Linked DNA regions of Mus musculus: region 1 is linked to region 2. The links are chromatin contacts, called in public promoter capture Hi-C maps. All regions are on one chromosome and are shown on one strand. The core of a region is the stretch at or near the end of the contact, and the rest is flanking DNA. Distances in the headings are between cores, read along the strand shown. Region 1 holds the start of Emc9 (ER membrane protein complex subunit 9). Region 2 holds the start of Sdr39u1 (short chain dehydrogenase/reductase family 39U, member 1).

Region 1 (6,686 bases), core at 886-3,385, 310 kb after region 2:
GAATAAGGTAATGAAAGTGGGAGAGGGTTGACTGGAGGAATGGCTCAGCAGTTAAGAGCACCAGTTGTTTTTCCAGAGGATCCAGGTTTGATTCCCAGCACCCACAAGATGACTAATAACTGACTGTAACTCCAGTTCCAGGGGATCTGGACACCCTCTTCTGACCTCTGCAAACACTAGATATGCACATGTGATGTACAGGCATACATGTAAGCAAAACACTCATCACATAAAAAACAAAAAAGCCAGGCAGTGGTGGTGGCGGCGTACGCCTGTAATCCCAGCACTTAGGAGGCAGAGGCAGGCGGATTTCTGAGTTCGAGGCCAGCCTGGTCTACAAAGTGAGTTCCAGGACAGCCAGGACTGCACAGAGAAACCCTGTCTCGAAAAACCTAAATAAATAAATAAAATAAAATAAAATAAAAATTAAGTGGTTGCAGGAAGTCGAGGAGGGAGGGACTGGAGGTCCATTGTGTTTTTCACAGATCCTTCTAAAGAACAGGGCAGAGCAGGCCACGGTACTGCACACCTTTATTCTCAGTGCTCAGAGGCAAAAGCAGAGGTAAGGGGTTCTCGGTGTTCAGGGCTACCCTGGTTTACATAGCAAGTTGGGGGCTAACCAGGGCTCTTAAAAAAAAAAAAAAAAAAACAGGGTAGAAGACTGCAGCCATGCAGGTAACCCATATTTTACATATTTGAATATGCCAAGGGTATTTTAATCTGATCTCACGAGGACTTCCTAGTAGAGGTTTTGGATCCCTTGTGGGAGGAGTCAGGCTTTGTGGCTGTGGTATGGGAATGAAGAAGGAACAGTTGGGGAGCTGAGAGCAAGCTTGAGGGGAAATGTGGTTACCCTGAGATGTCTCAGTGCTGGCAGAGAGGAAAGATCTTTAAAAGGCATCAAACTAGAGCATATCACCATCTACTGGACAGTACTGGGGGTGGAATTGACCTTTTATCTCTTGCCCACTCCCCCAGTTGGTTTCTGTCTTTACATTTGTTGGGATTTCCATTTTATATTTAATCTGTGTGTATATGTCTGTGAGCGAATGCCACATGTATGCCACCAGATCCCCTGAAGCTGAGTTCACTACTGATTGTGAACCACCTGATAAGGCGCTGGTAACAGAAATTGGGTCTTGACTGCTGAGTCATCTCTGAGCCTTTTTTTTTTTTGACAAGGTCTTCCATAGCCTGGGCTGGCCTTAAACTATGTAACTGAGGCTAACTTTGAACTCTAGATCCTCTTGCCTCTACCTCAGTAGTGGGATTGATTGCAAGTTTAGGATTCACTTCTGAGAAGGTGGTGGAGACAATGGGCCTCTGCTATGTGGCCTGTTAGATGTTCCAAGGGGCTTTTGAAGTAAGGCTCTTACCCTGTTTTAAAATATGGCATAAGAATATTTTGTGTTCTTATCAGTTTGGCGGATTGGAATTCAGTGCTCATATTTAGTCCCTAAAGGGACTTGAACTTTGCATTAAAGACGTTGCACCACAATGAGGAAGCCAAAGGTCAGGGCTTGCAGTTGGGAAGATTAGGCTCCTTATCTATGGTGCAGGGACAAGGTGACAGTGTTGTCACCATTCCCAGCTAGGAGTGAGTACTTCACCTAGCAGTCTTTGCCCGAAGCCCGTAGGGGCAGGCAGAGCAGGTAAACAGGCGAAGCCAACTTGCAATAACCCGCCAAGTCAGAACTGGGTGTGGTGGCACAGGGTCTAGGGCTTTCAACTTCAGAGACAGAGGCAGAAACCTCGGTGAGTTTGAGACCTGCCTGGGCTGAGACTTTGTGGTATCCTCCTTCCCTCAAACAGAACAAAGCAAAACCCAAAACATAAACTAGGTTATTTAGCTAATATGTCTGTGGGCAATTTTCTTTCCTTTGCCCTAGTGCGTTCTTTCCAATTTGCTCCAGGCCAAAATCAAGACTATTTTTTTTAAATTTTGGATTGGGCAAAATAATAATGTCACACCCTATCAGAGAGTACTGCGGAGGCGGGACTCTTGGTTAGGGTATGACCCTGAGCTGGCCTGGGAGCAAGTGCGCCTGCCCGGGAGTGGCTAGAGAGGGGAGTGATTAGAGGGGGTGGAGCTCGGTGCCTCCCGTTGCAGTTGGACCGAATTCTACCTTGCTAGGGACGGGCTGCAGAGAGTGGTCGCCAGGCGTCAGGGGCATCTTACACCCAAGTGAGAAGGGAGGCACAGGGCGAGGCCAAGCTCGCCTCTGGTGGTCAGGGAGCCGCCTTAGTGGGGGTTCGGGTGCCGGCAGGCCCCGCTCGCTATGGGGGAGGTGGAGATCTCCGCCCGAGCCTACGGGAAGATGTGTCTGCACGCCTCTCGGTACCCACACGCTGCTGTCAACGGGTTGTTGCTGGCTCCCGCGACGGGGTCCGGAGAATGCCTCTGCCTCACCGACTGTGTGCCCCTCTTCCACAGCCATCTGGCCTTGTCCGTCATGCTGGAGGTCGCGCTCAACCAGGTTGCGACATTGAGAACCCCACCCCTTGTCCCTCTTCACCCCACCGACCCCTTTAGGACCCTCAGCCTAAATGCATGCGCAGTCCGTTGACCGTGGTGTGCACTGATAAGAGCCAGAGGCATGATTTAGTTACTGACGGCCCCTTTCTCACGACAGGTGGATGTGTGGGGCGCGCAGGCCGGTCTGGTGGTAGCTGGGTACTACCATGCCAATGCGGTTTTGGATGACCAGAGGTGAGTTGGGAAGCTAGGGGTGGGAAGAGAGATAATTGTGGCAATTGTGGGTGAGGTACAGATGGACCAAAGTCGTTCCTTTTACCTTTATTTTTTTTTTTAATCAAGTGTTGGCAGCAGGGCTGTATGCCAGATATTACTGAGTACAGGAGTGAGGAGGTATCAGAGATCAATATGACAGAATCCTGCCCTGAAGGAGCTGCAGTGGGGGAGGGACAGACAGACTGAGGTGTCTGTAAGAACTGAGGAAGTGCGACCAGTAACTTAAAAGCGACTTTAAAAAGTATATGTTATATAAATATACTCTACAGACCAAATGCATTTGCTATGGGTTAATTAAGTTCGATCTATTGTCATTTGCTTCCCTCTCTGCACTCAGTACATTCGATGTCTTTCCATCTCGGGATCCACCTCACCCTAACAGCTGTACAGTATGAATATGAACAAACTGTAACTTAGTTACTGCAGTGAACATTGAAGTTATCTCAGTTTTTAAATGCAGAGGTCTTATTACAGTAAAAAAAATTTTTTTTAATTATATTATTTGTTTTTTGAGACAGGGATTCTCTGTGTAGCTCTGGTTGTCCCAGAACTCGATCTGGAGACCAAGCTGGACTTGAACTCATATCGTCTGCCTTTGTCTCCTGAGTGCTGCGACTACAGTTGTGTTCCACCATGCCCAGCTAAAAATATATTTTTTAATAGCAGGAAGAAGAAAAAAATATATTTAATATGAGCATGCTAGAATGAGGGACAAAGAGATCTGTTAAAACACTGTTATTCCCCAAGCCTGTCTCCTGGGTGAGTGAAGTTTAAATAAAGGGACAAGGATATCCATATCTAAGCAGTCAGAAGCAAGGCGTGGTCGTGCCTACCACTGACCCCTTTGTATTTTAAGTCATCTGTGACAAGCTGTGTAAACCTCTTGAAGCTGTACATACACAATGAAACAGATGCTGGGAGGGCCTCTGAAGGCCCGCCATTATACCTGGATGCCAAGCCCTGCCATGTAGGTCTGGGTCTGTTTTGACCACAGTGGCCAGATGACATGGGAGAATTGGGGTTCCCTTTTGGGGATTCTTAGTCTTATTAATAAAAGAATTTTAAACTCAATGGCAGGAGCTGGAGAGATGGCTCAGCAGTTAAAAGCACTGGCTGCTCTTCCAGAGGACCTGGGATCAATTCCCAGCACCCACATGACAACTTACAACTGTCTGTAACTCCTGCTCCAGGGATCCAACACCTTCATTCAGACATACATGCAGACAAAACACCAATGCACATAAAATAAAAATAAATTATATTTAAAAATATGTTAAAAAAAACCGCTCAAGGATGGTTTAATTAGAGTTGAAAAGAAAGGCAAGACTCAGAGGAAACAAGCTGTGCTTTCCAGAGAAGAGAGGAAAGAAGGGAAAGAACCATGCCCTATAAACGAGCACAGAGGACAGACTGATCGCAGACAAGCCCAGCACGGAAGTCAGACTCATCCCAGACAAGCAGCCCAGCTTTAGAGAAAGAGTAAGGAAGCACAAAGGATCAGAAAAATCACACTTAGGTTCTGGGCAGCATCTGAAAAGTAACAGGGAAAAAAAAAGTTTTGCCTTTCTGACTCAGGCCTCAGAAAGTTGGGCAGATGCAGCCACACCTCATGGTGGCTCCCAGAGATGGCAGAAACGACTTCAAGTTAGCATTTAAAGTAACTGGTTCCACTGGGGCATGTTCATACATACATACATACTTCTTCTTCTTCTTCTTCTTCTTCTTCTTCTTCTTCTTCTTCTTCTTCTTCTTCTTCTCCTCCTCCTCCTCCTCCTCCTCCCCCCCTCCCCTCCTCCTCCTCCTCTTCCTCCTCCTCCTCCTCCTCCTCCTCCTCCTCCTCCTCCTCCTCCTCCTTTTGGTTTTTGAAGACAGTTTCTCTGTGTACCCTTGGCTGTCCTAGAACTCACTCAGGCTGGCCTCGAACCCAGAGATCCATCTGCCTCTGCCTCCTGAGTTGCAGGATTAAAGGCATGTGCCACCACTGCCCAGCTTCATACTTTATTCTTAATTGTCCCTCCCCATGGAGCTCCCACTGTTCTGCCCCACTTTTGCTGGTCCCTAACTTCCTATCCAGTAAATTCTTTATAGTTTTTTTTGAAAATTTTTTATTATATTTATGTTTTGCCTGTATTATTTGTATACCATGCAGTGCCCCTGGAGGCCAGAAGAGGGCGTTGGGTTCCCCTGGGCCTGGCTATCAGTTGCCATGTGAGTGTAAATTCAAACCCAGGTCCTCTGGAGGAAAAGTAGTTAGTACTGAGCCATTGCTCCAGCCCTGTTCCTTTTTAAATTTGGATGATGAAGGCAAATTACCTTACCCAACGCCTACTTTAGATTTCATCTCTCAGCAGCAGTATCTGAGACCTGTTTCCCACAGCATTGAAGCATCCAGCAATCATGAATCAAGCATTACGCATACCGGACACTCCCAGGCTAGGGGCCGGGAGCACTCGGGAGACCTGGGTCTGCCCTCAGTTGGCTGCTCATTCCTCTGATCTTCCCTCTACACAGCCCCGGGCCTCTGGCCTTGAAAATCGCTGGGCGAATTGCAGAATTCTTCCCCAGGGCAGTGCTTATTATGGTGAGACTGGGGCTTTAGAGTGGGGAGGTGGGGAGGGAGTGGGGGAGGGTCCTTAAGACTCTCACCCTTTGTTCACCCAGCTGGATAATAAGAAATTGGTGACTCGGCCTCGTGTACCTCCAGTCATTGTCCTGGAGAACCAGGGTCTTCAGTGGGTGCCCAAGGACAAGAACTTGTGAGTGCTCCCTTCCCTCTGTCTCTTGGACACTCAACACTTGAGGCTTCTTTTGTCCCTGCCCTACGGCTTCTCCAGACACAGTCCTTAAGTCAGTGTCTAGCCCCATTGTTTCACATCCGTGTTTTCAATTTCAGAGTGATGTGGAGAGATTGGGAGGAGTCACGACAGATGGTGGGTGCGCTGTTGGAGGGCCGGGCTCACCAGCATCTTGTGGACTTTGACTGCCATCTTGATGACATTCGGCAGGACTGGACCAACCAGCGGCTTAACACTCAAATCACTCAATGGAGTGGTTCCACAGATGGAAATGCCTAAGTCAGAAGGGTCCACATACAATAAAGACATGGGCTGGTGGGCAACTATGTATTTATTGTGTTTGGGAGGCAGAGTGAGGGAGAAACCCCAGCCAGTAGGAAGAAGACTGCGTCCAGTCTAGAGTTCCTGGTGAAAAGCAGGAAGGTTTCTGCTATACCCATCACAGAATGAGAGAGGGGGCTCAATAGATCATTCCCTTGGTTTCTCCACGGGGCTTCTTGAGCTTCTCAAAGTTCTTCAGGATGATGTCATATAACACAGCCTATCGGAGCACAGAGTGGTGGAGGTCAGCCACGGGCCCCCCGGTAGTTCTGTATCCCATTTTTAGCTGTTGTCATCCTCCACCCCAAGACTGCTTGGTCAGAAATTTGATGGTCTGGGGAAGGTGCTTCTGTCCACCCCCGCCCTCCTCCCCCTTCCTCACATAAGCATTTCGGATCTCCATGACCATCAGACGGATCTCCTGGTACTCCGCCTCGTCCAGCTCGTGCACCAGCTGCCGATAGTCACCCTGCAGTTAGAAACTCAACAGTTAGCCCTGACTTGAAATCTGTCTTCCCCGGGAGCAGCCTGACCTGGGCCTCACCTACCACGTGGGGCTGCTTGGCTGCTTTGGCCACGGCGTCACCCCTCTCGGAGAAGTACCTGTGGAAAGTGGAAGTAGTATGTAGAGAGTGGAAAGAGAAGGCGGGCGCCCCGGGCCTGTCCCCAAAGCAGAGTGCGCTGAGGGTGTTGTGATGAGGCCACTCACTTGGAGATCTGCGTGTGGAAGCCTTCCAGCTTGGTGTGAAGGTTGGTCATCAGCTCAAACACCTTTTCCTGAGGAAGAAAGTGGAGAGCTGGGGAAGCTCAGGCTGGTT
Region 2 (6,655 bases), core at 1,880-4,379:
AATTTTTAATCCATGTGGTTTTGTTATATTTTAGACAATAACAAGATTAATAAAATAAGCAACCTGGACCCATCACTTCATCTTAGAAATGACTCCCCTGGGTATTATTCCTCCCCCGCATACCCTACCTCCACAGGAAAATATTACCCTGAGTTTCTCGTTATTCTCATGTGTTTATTTATATTTTTACAAGTCTATTTATTAAAAATATCATATTTGTCTTGCTTTTAATATTCAAACAGAATTAGTGTATACATACTTCTGCAACTTCCTTTTTCTATTTAACATTATAGCTGTGAGGAAAGATCAGGGTATGTGGAATTCTGGCTAAGCCAACCCAGCAGGTTTTGCTGAAGACAAGTATGTTGAGTAATCTTCACTGTCAGCTTGGCTAGGTTTGAAATTGCCTAGGAGACATACATTTGAGTACGTCTGTGAGGGCATTTCCAGAGAAGTTTAGCTGAAAAGAAAAGACTCACCCTGCCTGTGGGCGGCACCATCCCATACGCTAAAGTCTCAGACTGACCAGAAGGGAGAGAGCTGCACACTCACATTCATCGCTCTGTCTCCTAACTAGACACCTCCAACTCTGGTCACCGTGCCTTTCATGCCATGATGAATGGTAGCTTGTCTATACAAACAAATCAAGATGGGAGGACACCACCTGGAGGCAGGCACAGGATGAAAACCGAATTGAATATGGAGAATAACCAAATTATCAAAAAGGGAGTTATTCTAGGGGTCCTTCAAATGAAGAATGGATAAAGAAAATGTGGTACATCTACACAATGAATACTATTCAGCTATGAGAAATGAAGACATCATGAATTTTGCAGGCAAATGGATGGATCTTGAGACTATCATTCTGAGGGAGGTAACCTAGTCCCAAAGGGACATGGGTGGTATGTATGCACTTATAGGTAGATACTAGCCATAAAATACAGGATGCCCATGCTACACCCCACAGACCCAAGGAGGCTGGGCAGGAGGGAGGGCACAAGCAAGGATGCTTGAGTCTCATTTGGAAGGGGGATTGGAATGGTCATGGAAGTCAGATGGAGCGAGGGAACTTGGTGGGAGAGGGAATGGGGAGGAGAGGGAAATTCAGGATTGGGTTGGGGAGGGGCAGGGGAGATGGCCCGATGACCATGAGAATGAACGGAAATCTGCAACTAATCGGGGGAACGTAGTGGCCATCTTCAGGAAGAAACAGAAACCTGGGATAAGGGAGGTGCCCAAGAATGAATAGGGGCATCCTGAACACTGGGGATATGGAGCCTGGAGAGGCTGCCTGCTATGGCCAGGCAGGAACTCTGGTGGAGCAATAAGGACACCAACCCACCCACAAAACTTTTGACCCAAAATTTACCCTGTCTACAAGAAATGTAGAGGGCTGGTGAGATGGCTCAGTGGGTAAGAGCACCCGACTGCTCTTCCGAAGGTCCAGAGTTCAAATCCCAGCAACCACATGGTGGCTCACAACCATCCGTAACAAGATCTGACTCCCTCTTCTGGAGTGTTTGAAGACAGCTACAGTGTACTTACATATAATAAATAAATAAATCTTTAAAAAAAAAAAAAAAAAAAAAAAGAAATGTAGAGATTGGGGATGGAGCAGAGATTGAGAGAACAGCCAATCAGTAACTGGCCCAACTTGAGACACATACCATGGGCAAGCACCAATCCCTGACACTATTGATACTCTGTTATGCTTGCAGACAGGAGTCTAGCATGGCTGTCCTCTGAGAGTCTCCACCCAGCAGATGACTCAGACAGATAAAGACACCCACAGCCAAACAGTAGATGGAGCTGGGGACTCTTATGGAAGAATGTGAGGAAGAATTGCAGCCCCTAAGGGGATAGCAACTTCACAGGAAGACCAATCGAATCAACTAACCTGGACCTTTGGGGCTCTCAGAGACTTAACTACCACCAAAGAACATACATGGGCTGGACCTAGTCCTCCCTGCACATAGGTAGCAGATGTACAGCTTGGTCTTCCTGTGGGTCCCACATAACTGGAGTGGGGGCTATCCCAAAGGCTGTTGCCTGTGTGTGGGATATGTTTTTCTAGCTTGGCAGCCTTGTCTGGCCTCAGTGGGAAAGGATATGCACCAGACACCAAACTTGGTTCTTAAAGTCCCAGAAGACAGTGTGGTTTCTACTCAAGGCAAAAATGCAGCGTTTCTTGTTTGGTTTCAGACCAGGATTATGCCCAGGGACTGAGGCAAATATTTTACATTTTTACATGTTTACAAAGCAGACATGGCCTCCAGATTCTCCCATCATCCCTCAGACCCTACCTGGCATACCTTGCCTCCAACCTTGAAGTTTCCAGACCAGGGGCCTGGCTGCCCTTCCTCAAGAGGCTCTTCCCTATAAAATTCAGACATTTTGTGCTCTCTCCCTACCCCCTCCCCCATCTCTCCTTCTCCCACCCCGTGTCTCTCTCTGCTCGGTCGCCCTTTCTCTCTTTCTCCTCTCCCCCACTCCTCTCCATGGTGAGTCCCCTGGCCTTAATCCTTGGGGCCAGTTAACTCCCAATAAACCTGCCTTTAATGTAAACTAGTCTGGCTTGAATCGGCTCATTTCACCAGCGGTAGAGAAATGCCTATCATTTCTAAAAGGAAGGGAGAAAGAACAGTAATTTTGGCTGGGCGATCAATCAAAATGATCTACAACTGGGCATTAGACTTGGTGAACTATGTGTTCCTGGAGGGCCCTGAAACGGATGAACTGGGAAGCAGGGCACGGGTGGGATGCACGCTTGTGAGAGCCTTAGCTGCGGAAGCAAGGACAAGAGTGCGCACATGAACTGGAGAAGAAACTCTGACACCCTCGAGTCCTGACAGAAGGAGGCAGAACAGTGAGAAAAGATGAAGAAGAATTCCACAGTGCCCGCCCCCTCCCCACGCCCAGCGCTTCGCGGTCTAGAGTTGTTCTTTAGGAGCGGATCCTTTCTGCACTTCGTCCTCCATCTCTTTTGCGTCATCCACCCCTCTTCCCAGAGAAATTTATGGTCCTTCGCTATTACTATAACTCCTTCCGGGTCGGGGGAGGGTGGGGCACACCTAGTACTGAGATTCGCGTGAGGTGAGGCTCGTAGTCGCGTCCGGTGTTTAAATCTCGCGCAGGCGTGCTAGCTCCCTGTCGCTATGCGGGTGCTTGTAGGTGAGGGAGGGCAGAGTGGCGGGCCGGCTTAGGCTGTAGCCGAGAGCTGAGAAAACAGGCCCACAGGGTGCAGTCTCCTAAGCAGGCAACCTAGCCTTGGTTTCCCAGCCCCAAAAGCTGAATCTGTGCGACCCTGTGACTTTTGTCACCTCTGCATCGCGGGGTGGGTTGGAGAGGCCTGATGTCAGATGGGGACCGCACCCAAAGGGGCCGCCAGCAGATGACCTACCGCCACCCCGCTGAGTAAACAGTTTGTGCTCCCCCATCAGGTGGCGGGACGGGATTCATTGGGACAGCCGTAACCCAGCTGCTGAGAGGCAGGGGCCACGAAGTTAAATTGGTCTCCAGACAGCCTGGCCCGGGTCGAATCACGTGGGTAGGTCGAGCTTCTGGAAGGTGGGTGGGAGGGCAATTTGCGCGGGAAGGACAGTACCAGCCGGCACTGTACTTTCTCCCACAGAGTGAACTCAGTGAGTCGGGGCTGCCCCTCTGCGATGTTGTCATCAACCTGGCTGGAGAGAATATCCTCAACCCTCTGCGAAGGTCAACAGGGCCATAAAGCAGTTATCACCTGTACAGGGGGGAGAGAGGGTCGATGCCTGTGACCCGTGCATGGTAGACATAAACTTGTGCAAGTGTCCCCTTAAGCCTTTGGAGCCTGTTATATATCAGCGTCTACTAAAGCCCAGTGTTGTGGATAAAGAGATATAGCCCATGCCTATTGGGGGCCGGGGGAGAGAGTCCTATCTTCTTAGCCACCCCGAGCTATGCATTAAGACAGGCTTAGGACAACAGACTTACTGGGAGGGGAGCCGGATGAGTGGGGAGGATATGGTCTAGGTGCATGTCTGCACTTTTGACCTTTTCTTTCATTTTCTCTGCAGATGGAATGAAACCTTCCAAAAAGAGGTTCTTACGAGCCGCTTGGATACTACCCACTTGCTAGCCAAAGCCATCACCGAAACTGCGCACCCACCTCAGGCTTGGATTCTAGTCACAGGTGTAGGTACGCTCCCAAATCACCAGCCTCTTACATTAACGGAGCCAGGGAGAACAGAGCAAGCAGTTGAGGCACTTGGGGCTTGCACCCGAATCACAGGTCCTTCCCAGGGTCACTGCCTAGGCCTCCAGCCTTGCAGGTTCTTCCTGACCCAGATCTGTACTGTCACAGTCTGGTCTTTATGGGTGTGGAAAGGCAGAATGGGGGTGTGGGGTACTTGGCTAGAGAGCCTTTATTGGGAGCCCTCAGAGAAAGAGGTGTGGTACGGGTCCTAGTGCGCACAGAAGGCATCTCCCCACTCCCACACCCCTTGCTTTTTTGCACTGCAGTTCTTTATGAAGAGCTCCCTTTGTTGTGTCTCCTTTGAGACCACACAATTGCAAACAATTAAAATGAGTAGTAGCCACCATACTATTATATACATATTATTTAATCCTTACAACTTTATGAGGTAGGTACAGTTACTCCCATACTGAGGATGCAGATTTTTTTCATACGGAGAAGTAACTTGCCAAAAAAAAAAAAAGTCACAGATGTCAAGAATGGTCCAGTTCAAGCAGCTTAGCACCTACGTTTCTGTCCCTACCCACTACAAGCTAGCGGCCTCTGGACACAGCCTGACAGCCAAAAGCTAGATGTTCAGGCATGGACACACAGAGAAGCTCAAGGGGGAAACAGTTATGGTTCTTTCTTCTCCTGTGGAAACCCAAAGGGCAGAGGAGACTGAGGCTAAGGAGCCTTGCACTACAAAGGGCCCAGCAGGCCAGGGACCGCCAGAGCAAACAAACGCTCTTCCATGACAGCTTACTACCAGCCAAGCCTGACTAAGGAGTATGATGAAGACAGCCCAGGAGGGAATTTTGACTTTTTCTCCAACCTGGTAACCAAATGGGAAGCAGCAGCCAGGCTTCCTGGAGAGTCTACACGCCAGGTCGTGGTACGTTCAGGTGAGGACCAAGGGCCTGGGAATCAGGCAACATGGACGATTCCTGGGCTGAGCTTGCAGGGAGAGGACACTATTACTTTAGCTAGCAGAGGGAAAAATCCCCAAAAGACCCACAGCCCTCAACGCTGCCCACTCCACGTGCACACGGGAAGACCATAAGGGAGAAGGGAAAGCAGAGTAGTGCAAATTTTCAAGGCTAAGCAGCCTCCATGTACCACCTCTCTACTTTAGGGGTTGTGCTGGGCCGTGGAGGTGGCGCCATCAGTCACATGCTTCTGCCCTTCCGCCTGGGCCTAGGAGGCCCCATCGGTTCAGGTCGCCAATTCTTCCCCTGGATACACATTGGTGACCTGGCAGGAATTCTGAACTATGCCCTTGAAGCAAACCACGTCCAAGGAGTCCTGAATGGAGTGGCTCCAGCATCTACAACTACCAATGCTGAGTTTGCCCAGGCCTTGGGTGCTGCCCTGGGCCGCCCAGCCTTCATACCTGTCCCCAGCACTGTGGTACGAGCGGTCTTTGGAGAACGTGCCATCATGCTGTTGGAAGGGCAAAAAGTGGTCCCTCGGCGGACACTGGCTACTGGCTACCAGTACTCCTTCCCAGAGCTGAGGGCTGCCTTGAAGGATGTTGTAGCCTGAGCAGAGAAGGAGCCCCAAGGCAGAAGCTGGGGCCTGCTCCCGCACTCTGAGAAGTGGGTCAGGTGATGATCCCTGCACTTGATTGAGATCAGAATCCATCAGGGTCTTAGACTCTGCCCCCCCTCACCCCACTCTCTTCCCATGTTCGTTGATCCACCCCTATCTGAGAAACTCCAGCCTCAAGAATATAATCTCATTCTAACCTTCACCTCTTCAACTTCTTCTGTGGCTTCTGTGTTACATTGTTGCCCTGGTTCTCATATATGCTGTGTAGACAATGTTCTACAGTTATGGCAATAAAGATAGATTACATCGCTAGATCACTGGCTTCCGCTGTCTCTTTGGCTTATATTCCCCTAGAATTATCTGAAGAACTATTACCCTACATGGCTCTTCTCCTAAGCTGGGTTCTTAACGTTTTAACATGCAATCTCTCCTCATCTTTTCCTTTCTCAGTCTCTCTTTCCAAATGAGCTGGTGAGACATGAGGTTATGACAGATTAAAGGCGATACATATAAAGATCTGTCTCCAGTGAGCTCTGGTGTCACCCTGACACCTGTTCAGAGGATGCCAGCAAAAGTGGGAAAAGGGCCCTGTGGGCTAGCCTTCAGCATTTACCAAACAGCCATGAGTTAATATAGTAAACGTGTACAGGTCCCGGCTCGTCATACTGCAGTAAGATGTCAGTGTCCCTCTATAAGCTTGGTCTCTCATCTTCTCAGGAACACTCAGCCTTCCAGGGCACTCAGGGAAGGGAAGATAACCCCAGCCTTCTGCATACCCACCATCATGGCAAGAGAAAAGAGAAGACACCAATCCTAAGCTTAAAAGGCAGCTCTACCAGCCCCCAGTCCAGACCATTCTCTTCTTCTCCCTTGTCATTCCCCTAATCAACT

The links. Capture Hi-C pulls out chosen DNA fragments and counts their contacts.
Region 1: a contact with region 2 is called in a promoter capture Hi-C map of liver. The contact joins the promoter of Emc9 here to the promoter of Sdr39u1 in region 2. A contact is called at or near these places in 4 of 39 promoter capture datasets (the 3T3-L1 cell line, the C10 cell line, neural stem cells and 1 more), 4 of 115 datasets of contacts at active chromatin or transcription factors (bone marrow-derived macrophages, embryonic stem cells, memory CD8 T cells and 1 more) and 3 of 9 other capture datasets (adipose tissue, embryonic stem cells and liver).

What each region holds. Positions count from the first base shown.
Region 1 is chr14:55,580,703-55,587,388 of GRCm38.p6, reverse strand. It overlaps Emc9 (ER membrane protein complex subunit 9), which reads left to right and starts at 2,135. Exons shown (of 5, transcript NM_033146.1): 1 at 2,135-2,477; 2 at 2,634-2,710; 3 at 5,264-5,333; 4 at 5,414-5,508; 5 at 5,646-5,865. The coding sequence starts at 2,280. The coding sequence ends at 5,826. Psme1 (proteasome (prosome, macropain) activator subunit 1 (PA28 alpha)) reads right to left here. Exons shown (of 11, transcript NM_011189.1): 8 at 6,578-6,645; 9 at 6,417-6,471; 10 at 6,251-6,337; 11 at 5,862-6,088. The coding sequence ends at 6,008.
Region 2 is chr14:55,896,706-55,903,360 of GRCm38.p6, reverse strand. Sdr39u1 (short chain dehydrogenase/reductase family 39U, member 1) reads left to right here and starts at 3,129. Exons shown (of 6, transcript NM_001082975.1): 1 at 3,129-3,171; 2 at 3,441-3,547; 3 at 3,632-3,714; 4 at 4,056-4,177; 5 at 4,975-5,118; 6 at 5,349-6,076. The coding sequence starts at 3,156. The coding sequence ends at 5,758. Khnyn (KH and NYN domain containing) reads right to left here. Exons shown (of 8, transcript NM_027143.3): 8 at 4,581-6,655.